2 separate regions of the Triticum aestivum genome follow, and region 1 is linked to region 2. The links are chromatin contacts, called in public Hi-C maps. All regions are on one chromosome and are shown on one strand. Each heading gives the region's core, a stretch centred on a gene start, on an enhancer-like site or on the middle of the called end of the contact. The rest is flanking DNA. Distances are from core to core; before and after follow the strand shown.

Region 1 (7,271 bases), core at 1,331-3,830, 450 kb after region 2:
TAATTAAAAGTCCCGTGTGGTTCTAAACTCCTCCCTCCAATTCTCCAGCGATGATTAGCTCTGGACGGTGAAGCGCTAGCGGATCGTGAAGATCGTACGCTTGCAACCAAGTAGAGAGACCGTGCTTTCGATTTTCTGTTCGAGGGATTATTCGAGGGCGGTTTGCAGGATCGTCATCAACGTTCGAGGAACTCCAAGTATGATCTATGATGAAGCACGGACTAGCGAGACACTATTTCGTGAGTGAAAACGGCCCGATCTTTCACGGCGATGTTTGATGAGCAGTCCGTCTCTTTGTTCCTCCTCGCAACCTTCAAGAACAATTTTCACCCGCGTACGAAAATACATGAATAAAAATAATGATCCTCTTGAATCAACACATAGGTGTCGATGTGATGATCAACCCTCCGTCGCTAATAAATTTTCACGATGGAAAATCACAGATGATACAAGATATGGTCGTCCCTAACTCGGACGTTTTTCTGTATATTTCATAACTCTGAAAACAAACTAAAACTAATCTCGTACATGGCCGAACATATCTTTTTATATGCCAATCTTGCCGACGCGTGGGCCCTCGACAGCTCCGTCACAACCGCTGAGATGGCCGCCAAGCGCCGCCGCCTCCTTGACGGCGAGCTCGAGATTGGCGAGGAGTGGTCACTTAGTGACTGCTCTGCCAACGCCGGTCGCAGCAAGGTCGCCACCAGGGCTCCGAAGGCCACGTCGGCAGTGGCCGCGGCGACACTCTGCACAGCGCAACAGGAGGTGGAGCGGCTCCTACGCGAGCGGCATGCAGCCGTCGAACAAGGTTGCTGCGGCCCTTCGGTGGTGTTTCGCCGCTGGAGGGACGACGATGGTGCGGCAGGGCAGGACAGTCACGCGTACGAGGTGGTCGTCTGGTATAGGGTTTAGATTTTTTTTTCTAGTTTTTTTATTAAACTGTCAAAATTATGTCCGAACTTCAATGAATTTTGCCCGACTTTATCAATTTTCGTCTGGTTAGATCTAATTATTGGCCAAATATACGAGGACAATGTTGGATGGCGGTCTCCCGCATCTATGCCAGGGATCAGATCCCCAGTTCGCAGACGGATACGATAGATAATTTTGGGGTCACCGTTTGGAGATGTCTTTAGGTCTCTGATTATTCTTCCTTGGTGATACATATAACGGGACCGAGGGATCCCCCGTCAGCTGCTTCTGTACCAAAGTATAAACGTTTTTTAGTTCAAAAAATACGGAGGGAGTACAACAACCAGAGAACCAGATACTTCAAATCTATTGTTTGATTGGGATAATTAGAGCTATGGAATGGGAATTGAAGGGATACGAGATTTTAAATCTATTGTTTAGTTAGAGGGATTGGGAGTTCATAAGGAAATAGTCATGGGTCTTGAGACTCCAACTCCCACCATTTTATTAACAGGAGAGGGGGTGAGAGTTGGAAGGGAATTGTTTTAGTGAGCCATTTTTTACCCCTCACGTTAATTTCCTTCGTATATTTCTTTGTCAATTACCATGAACCAAAACACGAGAATACAGTTTCTCCTCAAACTCTCAGACATAATTTCCATAATGCGCCAAGCAGGTAATAAAACGACTTATCCCATATCTAATCTCAATACAATTCCGTACATTAGAGCAACTCCAATGGGGTGACCCATTTTGTCCGTTTGGGTCATCCGGACATAAAACTTGGCCCAACGGGATGACCCAAACGGACGCACATGTTCGCTTGTTGTCCGTCCCCGACACAAACTTAGCCCAAATCTGGGAACAAATGGGGACGAAGCGGACAGAAGCGAACGCTCCCACCGTTCGCTACCATCGTTCGTGTCCGCCCTGGTGTTCCCCCTGGTCCCACGTACCAGTGACTGGGCACGAGCTGGGCAACTCCACGACCGCCGCAACAAGTAGAGAGGCCACTGGCGCAGCCATCCGTCGCGCTCACCGGCGAGGCCGCCGACGCAGGATGCTCACCGGCGCCACCTGCACACCGTCATTCTGTCGCCCACGGGGCTAGAGCTCGTGTCGTGCGACGGCGGCGACTGGATCTCGCGTCGTGCGGCGGTGGCTAGAGCTCGCGTCGTGCGGCGGCGGCTAGAGCTCGCGTCGTGCGGCGGCGGCGGCTAGAGCTCACGTTGTGCGGCCGCGGCTCGAGCTCGCGTCCTGCACCGGCGACGACTGGATCTCGCGCCGTGCGGTGGCGGCTGGATCTCGCGCCGTGCGTCAGCTGGATCTCATGCCGTGCGGCGGCTGGATCTCGTGAGTGGGAGGCGGAGAGGAACGATGGCGCGAGAGGGAGTGATGAAGGGGCCGCGCGAGGAGGGGCATGGCGGCGCTGGCGCCGCTAGTTGGAGGAGACGGGGCAAGCAGGGGCTCCGTTAGCGTGTGTCTGCATTTGTGTCCCGCGTTGGATACATCCTCCGTCGGCACGTGTCCACGGCATGTCCGCTGCGCGGACGAGCGACCCAAACGGATGAAAACAGACAAAAACCGTGTCCATTTGGGTCACTCCATTGTAGTTGCTCTTAAACTCCCATTCCCTTTCTCAAATTTAGCCGGTCTTGATTACTAACTGTAGCATCATCATCAGGTTTTTCCTTCGTCTGCTCCCCATCTCCATCATCGTTTTCTCCTTCAGTAAACTTAGCAGTACCCAAGTCGTCTCTTCGCCGCGCACGTACGCGTCCTCGCGGCGTATAATCCTTTCTTTTTCTTATCACTTCCAAATCCAAGTGTACAGATCGGCCTTTTCGTGTGCAAGGGAACGCTATAAGCCTATCCGGATCGGTTCTGCTCCGGCCGGCCAGCGGCGGAGGTTGAAATCAAGAAATTCCCAGCCGCACTAGAGGGAAAGCGCGGCTCTAGGGCTGCCGCCGCGCCGTAAGAGTCACCGCGGGCGCCTCAATCACGCCTCCACCCCCACCCCACCTCACCCCCTCCTCCCGCCTCTCACGCGCGTCGCCGTTCCCGTTCTATCTCACCGGGACATCGTGTTCCTGCTGTCTTCACCCCGTCCCAGTCTTTGGCCATCGAGGTAAGGTTGTTTTCATCCAGCGACTAACAAAATCACACTGGCCTTCATACACCCGGCACACTTACCGGGAGGTGATTACATAAGTCAGCCCAGCCAAACACTAGTGCCAAACGAATTTTCTATGCTCCTGTAAATAGCGGTCCGTAGTCTGTACCATCACAACTTTGGAAAAAATAGTCTCAGGTTCAAAAACCAAGGATAGGATGGGCTACTGCTTTTCACTCCTACTTGTAATAAGTAATTATATGCATATATTAAATCATCAGAAAAACATTGCCGGATTAACTAACTTTATGATTTAGTATCACTAATTTGGTGTGTGACTGAATAGTTTTTGCTACATGTCAGGTTGGGCTACCCAAATAATTTGTCTCTTGCTGCATTTAGCTAATCCGTCCTTGGAAATGGCAGCACCAAAGCCCATTACTCGCCTTATTTCCCATGTCATTCTTGATTTGGATGGTACCCTCTTAAACACAGGTGACCGTGAATTCCAAAAATTTCCTCCATTGTTTGATCTTTCCGAGTTAAATAAATGCCGAATACCCATTCCTGCTTACCTTGGTCGTACCATTTGGCAGATTGCATTGTAAGCCAGGTGCTGAAACCATTTCTTGTTAAAAATGGGAAAAAGTGGGATAGCAAGAAAGCTCACAAATTTGTTGGAAAGACACCTTATGAAGCTGCAGCTGTTGTTTTAGAAGATTACGGACTCCCTTACTCCACCGAAGAGTTCCTCTCCTTGATTAATCCAATGTTCAGCGAGCAGTAATCTCACTGAGCCTCTTCATACTTGTCTATGTTTCGGAAAATGCATATTACCATCTTACTGTAGTGGAAAATTTATACATTTTGTGGCTGCATCAGGCCATTCGCTTGATAAAGTAGATTGTTTATTTCAGTCTTTTTAAGTTATGAGTAACAATGCGATTTATATATATGGTTGATTTCAATATCTCTCTCTGTTTTATCAGTACATACTTAAATTATGGTACTACATCTAGAAGCAAGCATCTGGTATACCATAAGGCGGGTTCAAACCCAAATAGGCTTCATTGTGTATGTCTGGTATGCTTTTAGATTGAACAGTGCACTTGGCAAGTCACTGCAGAAGAATTTCTGTAAATCAGCAGCAGAATTAAGTTAGTTCTTTGGTCACGCTCCTTTGATGCAATTTAAACAGTAAAGTGAATTTTGGGTATAGTGCAGAAAGTACTTTAATAGAAATGAAAAGGATTTGTGTCTAATGAGATCATTTGTAAAGATTTTCTTACAATAACTTGTCGTAAGGTTGTGACTGGTATTGGGCATGATGATAGAACTACTACAGCTTTCTCATGCTGTAATGTGCACTATTTTTCTTGAAAAAAAACTGGCCCGTGTAATTTTCACTTGCGGCTGTATTCCTTCAGATATATGAGTAGCATATTAAATTTCATATTGCAGATGGGGCAACATAAAAGCTCTTCCTGGAGCTAATCGGTTAATAAAACATTTGAAGAGCAGCAGGGTGCCAGCTGCTTTAGCTTCCAACTCTTCAAGATCAAACATTGAATCCAAAATCTCGTGCCATCAAGGTATCCTTTTCCATTTTTCCATGCTTTAGGGATACCTGGATTTTTTCGTGTCCTTCTTTGTATTTGGTGGAATGATACAGTACTTAGTTTACTCTTATGATGTATAGGATGGAAAGAGTATTTCTCTGCAATTGTTGGTGCTGATGAAGTAGAGTCAGGAAAGCCATCCCCAGATATGTAAGGCAATGTGCTATATAATGTTTTCATTACTGATACCCTATAGATTTATCAAACTGATCTCATTTAGTTACTCCTGTTCTGCTGGTGTGGTGATACTCAAGATTTCTGGAAGCTGCAAAAAGAATGAATGCTGATCCTTCAAATTGCCTAGTAATTGAGGATTCCGTGTAAGTTCTGCCTTGGTTATGTAATAATATAGACATAGATGTTTTCAGTGGAACACCATGCACTTTTTGATGGAACAGAAATTCATGTTTGGATATGCTTGAATTGGCATGGAAGTTTGGTTCTCGTCTCCAGCTACATAGCAATAAAAACATACCTTCAGTAACCATCTGATAGATTTTGTGAATGTCAGGAAATGTTATTCTTGCTTTATGTTGTAAAAGAACAATGTCAGTCCTTTTGACAGATAAATTCTGACATGAATGATCTTCCACATCATAATAGCTTACAGTGGTACAACTTGATGAATTTACTTAATAATACACTAATTAGAAAGCTATGCTAATGTGCACAGCACAGAATTTTGAATTATGCAGAATTGCAGATGCATAGCTGTTCCATATATTTATGTAGATATTATGTTTACATCCACCATATCTACACTCACATTACTGGTTCCAAACTTATATTTTAGCGTGGAGTGTTTTAGTAACCATATTAGCTTAACATTTTCAATTAATGATTGTGCCAGGCCAGGTGTTACGGCTGGCAAAGCTGCAGGAATGCATGTCATAGCTGTCCCTTCAGTACCCAAAAGGACCGATGAATTCAGTTCAGCTGATGAGATTATCAACTCCCTCCTCGACTTAAGGCCTGAAAAATGGGGTTTGCGACCCTTCAATGATTGTATGCTCTAACTCTTGGGACTATCTGTTTATCATTATCTTAGAACAATATGGACATATTCAACTTACTGTTCATCAATTTTTTGCCCAGGGATTGAAGGTACCTTACCAATAGACCCATGGTTTATTGGTGGACCTGTGATCAAAGGATTTGGCCGTGGTTCTAAAGTACTAGGAATACCAACAGGTATCGTGGAACATATTATATAATTAAAGATTTCACTAGCAAGTTTTCAAACCTAAATGTCTAGAACAATTCACCGACTTCACATGCTATCACTTCTATAAATGTTTTTTTCATGATACTGTGTTATTAATTTTGTTCATTGATAGACTATTTCAGATGTTGCCCAGCTAGCTGGCCTACTTCCAAATACCAGTTCTGTGTTTTGCGTTACTAGAAAAGTAGCTAGAGAAACCCATGCCTGTAGAATAGGCGTTGTGTGTTTTTGAGATACATCAATCATTTGAAGCTGGTTTGTGAGCACCTAACTGTCGGTACCGTGAACAGTTGGTCCACGAGGTCAACCACATGCGGACCACAGGTAGATCCCTCCTTGGCCAGAACTATCGAAGACTCAAGGCCCGGGAACGAAACCTCCGGCAACGGCTGCGTTTTCTTACCACCGAAGGCACCATAACCCATCCACTTCATGCGTGGCAAGACAGACCTGCCTCGTCAGGGGCTGTATGACACGTTACACCCATGCAGACTGGGCGGTGGAGGTGCGTCAGCCACCATGGGTGATTCACCATGCCCCCTGCAGGAAGCGCGACACCTGTGGCGTCACGTGGCACCGTTGGGGTGAAACATCCCCAGGGCCAGGGGTGGTGGAGACAAGATTTGGATTCGCTCCCGGAAGATACAAGGGGATGACACATCACCGCGCATTTAATGTGCTCACCTACCCTGTCGGCTCAGGGCATTTCCTTAGCAACTACTACCTCCGTCCTAGTTTATTGGTCCCCTTCGCATTTCGTGCCAAATTTTGATCTTAGATTAACTAACAAAATGTTAATGCATGTAGCCAAAAATTATATCAATGAAAAAACTATGTTCAAATACGAATCCAAGATATAATTTTTTGTGACATGCATTATTATTTTCTTAGTTAAATCTATGGTCAAAGTTTGGCACAAAATACTAAGGGGACCAATAAACCAGGACGGAGGTAGTACGCCATTGTTGTACCCCTTGATCTATAAAAGGAGGGCCGGGCGAAAGTAGAAAAAGGTTGGACACTTGGTAGAAGAACCCCGTTCCCGAGAAGGACTTGTAGCTCTCAATCCACCCACATAAACACACCAAAAAGCAGGAGTAGGGTATTACGCAACCATGCGACCCAAACCTCGGTAAATCATCGTGTCCATTTCTGCGTATTTCAGTAGCGTAGGTCCACACCTTCGTGCCCCATCCCCGAACTAGCACAAGGACGTTATCCGTCCACGATGTCATGCGCATGTTCTGCACACGCCTGCCGACACTAACTGAACTGTGTGTTGTTTAGGAACACTAAGTTTTTGGTTTATACTTAGACTTATCCCCTTTAATTTTACGATAAGACACCTTTGGTAGGTCTACTTGATGACTCAGATTAAATATGTGTGCGTCAACTTAAT
Region 2 (6,813 bases), core at 2,918-5,417:
CACAGCAATTATGGGCTGGGCCTCCGGTTAGTAGGTTAGTCCCAAAAATGATATAAATGTGTAAAATAAAGCCCATAAACATCCAAAAGGGGTAATATAATAGCATGGAACAATCAAAAATTATAGATACATTGGAGAGGTATCACACATCTCGATGGGTGACTTCCAGCACACAAATTAAGATCATATTTGGTCCCAACGCAAATACATGGTTGTAAGCATTAAGACCTCATGCCCGTACCTATTTTTGTCATAAGTGTTTGAATCGCCATTTGCTTGATTATTTTGGTTAAAAGCTGAAATTGTTCCTTTAATGGAAGCTTGCGAGAGACCATCACTTCAAGGAAGCCTTCCTCTTGTGGGTTCGATTATCCAGGGTCATCTATGAAAAAAAATAGATACGGGATACTTTCTGTTCCTTTACCGGATCACTAAAAAGAGGTATGAGCCACTGCACCCACAACCCCCTAAAACTTTGAGTTCATCGACGGCCTGGCCGTTGTTTCTGGCAGCAAATGGCTATTGCGGCCTTCAAAGCCTGGTTTGGTGCATTTTCAAGCTTCGAAGGGCAGTGTATATTTTGCAGGTCGTTTTGTGTCATTTTAATTGTATCAACTACTTTTTTTCTTGATAATTATCCGACATAAGTTGCCCAATGTCTTTTCTAAAATAGAAATTCATTATTGAACAAAAGTGGCATATTTCTAGGCTTTGTACAAGGCCTTGGTGACTGTCGACCTGGAACTAAGTAGGGTTGGTCTTCATGAGCTTCATTCATTATTTGCGCCATCCAAAATTATTATTCTTCCTCGTACTTAATGTCAAATTTGATCATACATTTGACTACTAGTAAATCATAAGTTCATGTAATAAAAATTATATCATTTGAAACATTATTTAACGGAAACACTAATGCCCACACGTGTGGGCGTTTGCATCTCGCCCACACGCGTGGATCCGCGTCCATTTGTGTGTGCATGAATCTTGGCATGTTTGTGGTGCGACGTAGGACTGGGCTGGTGTGTGGGCATTCATCCGGTCGCCCACACGTCCGTTTCACCACAAGGAGGGGCCCGGTGTGTGAGCGTTTAGCAGTTCGCGCACACGCCGATTTTCACTCACGCACAAGGGTTGGTGTGTGGGCATTTGTCATCTTGCCCACACGCCCGTATCCTCTCCCACACCCAAGCTGCTATTTGCCATGTGTTTTGCAGTGTACATGACAACTGCCCTACTATGCTTGTAAGCAGATGGCAACTTTTTTTTACTCGAACATGTCAGTTGCCATGTGTTTTGTTGGGTACACGACAACTGCCTAGTGTACACGTAAGCAGATAACAACTCTTTTTTACCCGAGTTGCCATGTGTTTTTGCATGGTACATGGCAGCTGACCTAGCGTGCACGTAAGCAGATGACAACTATTCCTTTTCATGGCAACTGCCCTAGCGTGCTTGTGAGCACATGGCAACTCTCTCAACTGTGTTAGCAGGTGGCAACTCCTAAAGTTTTAAAATCATGGCAACTGTAGTAGACCTGACCATACATGACAACCGCAGTTGAGCAACCATGGCAAGTGCAGTTAAATGAACATGGAAGAGGATCCAGACAATGGCAACTGCGGGGACACTGCTGACTGTCACGCGGGGCGTGCGGGACCATAAGGTACGAGGCCTGATGTACGGGCGTGTGGGCGTTATCTATTTTGCCCACACGCATGCATGTGAGAGGGACCGCGAGGAAAAAAAGAGGCGTGTGGGCATTACTTGGTTTGCCCATACGTAGGCGTGTGGGCTGATCCTCTTAAACACCACACGAACTGTGTGGGCAGACCCCTTAACGCCTACACGTGTGGACGTTATCGGCGTCTTTATTTAAACATGCACCCAATAATAAGTACAATTCTTGTTGTATATAATTTATTTTTTGCTAATATAAAATCTATGATCAAATCTCTACTACCTAAAAAAAACGGAACGTTCCGTTTCCCCTCTTACGTCGTCGATCTTCGTCCAGCCTTCGCTCGTTCCGTTGTCCTGTGGCCAACGTGCGCAGGCCCAGAAAGGCCCGATACAAAGGCGTGCAGGAGTCCATGCGTCTCTCGGCCGTCGTCGACAGCTTTTTTTCCCCTCGCACATTCATCGCGTCCAAAATTATCGGGATGCAGTCCCCGATCCGATATGATTTGATGCCCTCGCTCGTTATCTTCGCCATGGGCGTTGCCTCCTCGTCCTAAGCACAGCCGCCACACATACCCATCTCTTCTCTCTTGAAGCCGCCATCGCCGCCCGCTCCCCGTCCGGCTCAGCAACTCTCTCTGCTCGGTGCTCATTGGTGAGGCTCTGCTTCCCCTCTTCGCAGTGATGGGATTGGGAGACAGTGGTGGTGGGTGTGGATCGGCGGTGACGTGGCGAGCGAGTAGAGACGAGCGCAGTCGAGCCACCCCGCCTCCAAGCTGTGCCCTAGACGAGGTCGTCGCCTCGCCTTTGTGCTACCATCGGCAGCGCTGAACGAGGATGACGGCCTGCTCCTGGCTGAGGGTTGCTGCTCCTCGTACAAGGATGCCGAGGCGCAGGCCACCGCGTTGCTGCACATAGGGAATGGTAGGGGAGACCGGCCGCTGCTGAGGCAGGAGAGCACGGTGCTGTAGCGGGCCAAGCAGGGAAAGAGAGAGGGAGAGGGAGAGAGAGAGAGAGATGAGATGAGATTTTCTATGCTTATTACCTTGATGCTACTCACAGATAAGATAGTTTAGGAAGTGGAAGAGATATAGTATGCTGCACGGATGCTGTTTTTGCTATTTCTTATTGCTGTGCAGATGAGAGAGAGAGAGAGAGAGCGGAGAGAGTCGAGCAGTGCTTTGTTGTTGTTTGGCACAACAATGGATCCCTACGTGGATTTGTTGAGTGATGAGAACACCGATGCAATTTGGGACTACCATTGTATTTTTGGATAACCATCAAAGTGCACGGACATGACTTTTTTGTTTTCTTCCCAGTAGATTATATCCCGCAAATATGCAAGTAACATGTAACAGAGAAGAGAGGTCAAGCCAACATATTCACTGGTAAGAAACTTGAAAATATTGTACCAACCTCACAAACATTGGATTCTGTGGCTGCCGCCATAATGGGAGTAATTGACGACTAATAATGCTTAGGTTAACACCATGTATAGTATAACTTTTTTGACTTTGTCATACTTTCTATGTTCCTATTTTTTGATCCCCGGAGCGAATCTACATTCATTACATGATTTTGGTAATATTTCTTAAATCTTTTCTGGCTTTGTCATACTTTCTATGTTAACACCATGTCACTTCTTAAATATTTTCGTTCTCTTAAAAATAATAGAGTCTACTAAACATAGTTAGGTCAAATGCAAACCAACATGTGGTTGGATGGTTAGGAGGACAATGGTATCTTCAGTCCACTAGGTTCAAGTCCTAGACTTGACCCTGGTACTCGTCATTTCCTGAATTTATTTCAAGCCGTTCGGCGATGCGTGTTTAGTGGGAGGAAGGGTGTGCGTGTGTGTGTTCATAGGAATGAATGTATGTGCGTATGTATGAGCGTCGACGTCTGTACCTTGTTCAAAAAATGTAAGATCAAAATAATTATTCTGACATGATTAAAGAAATGGATAATGAAAAAAGATCAATTATGCAGTTAACTTAAAGCTATTGGAACTTGGTTTGTAATACTGGTTTGATCAGATTCCATGACATTATTTTTCTCCGTTGTGGTGGCAAATATAATGCATATGAACCTTCGGTAATACGGGGATGTGATTAGATTGGATGCCCAATGATAGAAGCAGATTATAAGAAACGAATATCCAAGAAAAATATTGTGTGTGTTTGAAATGAGGTGGAGAAAGGGAGATTGTGAGCCGGATGCGCCATTGACAAAGATGATAAGTTTGAATTAGGTAGGTGGAGACATGAAGGCAGTGGATGAAAGATAAGAAAAGAAGTAATGCCTCGTGATTATTGTTAAACCATTAGAATATTATGCCCCGTTGCAACGCACGGGCATTTACCTAGTTTTAACATAAAATCCGAGGAAAATTACGAACCCGGACGTGGGGAAGAAGTGCATCATGAGAACAAAGCCAACTCGGGACCCCACCGCCGATCTTATCCTCGTCTAGTGAGCTCGTGCGGCTCGGATTCAACTCCAATGTATAATGGACGGCCATGGCCCCTCCAGCGTCCCGTTCGAAAACAACCGTCCGAGCTGTGTATGCATTCCCAAAATATCTACTTTTATCGGCCCACAGATCCACCAGGAAACCAAAACTCCCCACAATTTTGATCTGATCATTTCAAAATCCCACAACCCCTCTTCCAAAATCGCGTCGTCACACCAAGAAGCTCTCGGAATTTCGAGTTCTCCTCCCATTTTTCCTGGCATCGGGCGCGCAGATTTTGACCAGTTATCAACTGTTCTTCTCCAGTCCCTCGAAGCGCAGAATTTTGTTCCTTTTTCCGGCTGTTTTGATCCGACAGTTGTTCCGAATCACTCTCTCCGCAGCTGACGTCCCTTTTCCGGGTTTTGCTATTGCTGGGGGCGTAAAATCCCTCAAGCTGGCGAATTCGGCGTGTCCATGGACCAGCCCGAGAGCTCTCTCCCCCATGCCGCGGTCCAGAAGGGGCAGACCCCACGCCGCGAGGAGCTCGTGCGGCTCATCGCGCAGTCGCTCTACTCCCTCGGTTACCGGAAGGCGGCAGCCACGCTTGAGGCGGAGTCCGGTGTGCCGCTGTACCCCCCGGAGCACGACCGCCTCCTGCTCGACGTAATGTCTGGCCGGTGGGACGCGTGCGCGGCCACTATTGACTCTCTTACCGGCATTACCGAAAGGAACCGTGCGGTCGCGGAGTTTTTGGTGTGGAGAGGGCACTTCCTGGAGCTGCTGGGCACTGGGGACGCTGGTCTACGCCTTGCAACGGAGGTGCTCTCGCGTCGGATCGCCCCTCTTGCCATCGACAGAAGATGTGTGCACTGGCTGGCTCGCGCAGTGGTCACGTCCGAGGGCGCGGTTGCACCAGAGGCTGTGGCTGAATGCAGGATTGGGCTTTTCTTGGATTTGGTTGAGGCGTTGCCGCCATGGTTCCGTGTGCCAAGTGGGCGGCTTGAGCATTTGGTGGAGACTGCGGTTATTCAGCAGGTTGCTTCGTGCATATATCATAATCTGCCGGATGAGGTCACTCTATTTGAGGATCACAAGTGCCATGAAGAGCAGATCCCTTCCGACTGTGCGCAGGTGTGAGTTTTTGTAGTTCTTGGTTTTTCCTATCAGCTTCTAGATAAATTTCGTAGCCTGTCAGATTTATAAGAAATGAGAAATTGTATGCCACACTCAGAAACTAGAGTTATCGAAGCAGAAACTTGAATACAGCAACTTCTATTGAGTAGTTCGCAGAGCACGCTTCAGCATGTCTATTTACATATGGTCTTTAAATTTCTGTTCCATGATGTTGCTATATCTGCAGCACCATCCCTCCTTGTGTTGGCTATTGGAAGCATATAATTATCATTCAACTGGAACTTGTGCTTCAGAAGTACGAAGTGCTCCTTTTCCATCAGCGAGGCAGGACTTGTACCATTTTGTAATCTTTGCACCGGAAGTATAAATTAATCTGCTTCATTCGCTTTTATGCTTCCCATAGTCACCATGCTAATTCACATAAAACTTACTGTTCAGTACAAGTGTCCTGTGGGTTTCAAACATTGCTCAATCCTCAGTGAGATGGTTATGAGTTATGATATTTCAAAACCAATATCCACAAGACTATTAATTTTGTTTGTCAAAAGGGGATGAGTATTCATATACACTATTTATGTATCCTAAATGAGTAGACATAGTCCATGCTTGGGTGCTGGGGCCGTATGGCAGAGATGGATACTTGAAACTTCTATGCTTGTTTGCAGATATTATGTGCTCATAAAAACGAAGTTTGGTTTGTAAGGTTTTCAAATGATGGAAACTACCTGGCATCATCTTCAAGTGATTGTACGGCCATCATTTGGAAGGTATAGTTATACACCCTAACATTGACCTGAAAAGCAATGTGCCTTGTTACTTGCATAAATAATGCTAAGATTATATTTTGTTCTCCTGGCACTTTAGAATTTTGAAGCAGAACCATCAGATTCAGGGCACAATAGAATAGGCTTGTTTTTCTGCTCCCAGCTATACCTAACATCATTGAATAACATATAAAGTGAATAAACTGTTTCACTCTGACAGTACTTTTTAACTGTTGGAACATTGCTCAAGCGAGCAGTGTAATACGATATATTTATTAGTACAGAGCTTGCTCCAAACTGCCAGAGTTGTAGATAAGCTGACAGACTGCATTAAGTACTATCCGCAGTGAGATACTCTGTTGAACTCTTGGAAGTGTAGTATTCACCGTGACACGTTTATATTTAGGACGCTCTTTACCTCTGCTGAATCTGACTATGAATAGAAGTTCTACACTCTGTCAAGCCTGTCAGATATCCTTGTTACATATGATCGTTGCTGATCATTACTAAAAACTTCATTCATGATGGATAAAATTTATTCAAGGAAGTGTACAGTAGAAAAATATGCATCTTTCTCTTGCTTCTGGTTTTGCTCCTAGTAAGCACTCAGCCACCTAGAATGGTTGTTATGCCATCCTTCAGGCAAAGAGGCCATGAGCCCTCACCCTTGATTGGCCACCTGGGAGCTCATCTCCCATGTTGGCTGCCATGGCTCTGGGGTCTGGTTGAAGAAAAGTGGGATTCTTGAGAGCTTCTGATTATTTTTACTCTTGGCTCAAGAAA

The links. A called contact is a pair of places that touch in the nucleus more often than the background predicts.
Region 1: a contact with region 2 is called in a Hi-C map of leaf, with 5 times the contacts expected there. The contact joins the promoter of LOC123120214 here to the promoter of LOC123120188 in region 2. A contact is called at or near these places in 4 of 5 Hi-C or Micro-C datasets (leaf and an unstated tissue).

The regions. Positions count from the first base shown.
Region 1 is chr1B:294,571,018-294,578,288 of IWGSC CS RefSeq v2.1, forward strand. It overlaps LOC123120214 (bifunctional riboflavin kinase/FMN phosphatase), which reads left to right and starts at 2,581. Exons shown (of 11, transcript XM_044540214.1): 1 at 2,581-2,599; 2 at 3,392-3,523; 3 at 3,625-3,811; 4 at 4,490-4,620; 5 at 4,728-4,797; 6 at 4,902-4,967; 7 at 5,498-5,652; 8 at 5,743-5,838. The coding sequence starts at 3,448.
Region 2 is chr1B:294,119,822-294,126,634 of IWGSC CS RefSeq v2.1, forward strand. It overlaps LOC123120188 (WD repeat-containing protein WDS homolog), which reads left to right and starts at 4,168. Exons shown (of 5, transcript XM_044540184.1): 1 at 4,168-5,263; 2 at 5,493-5,561; 3 at 5,932-6,033. The coding sequence starts at 4,607.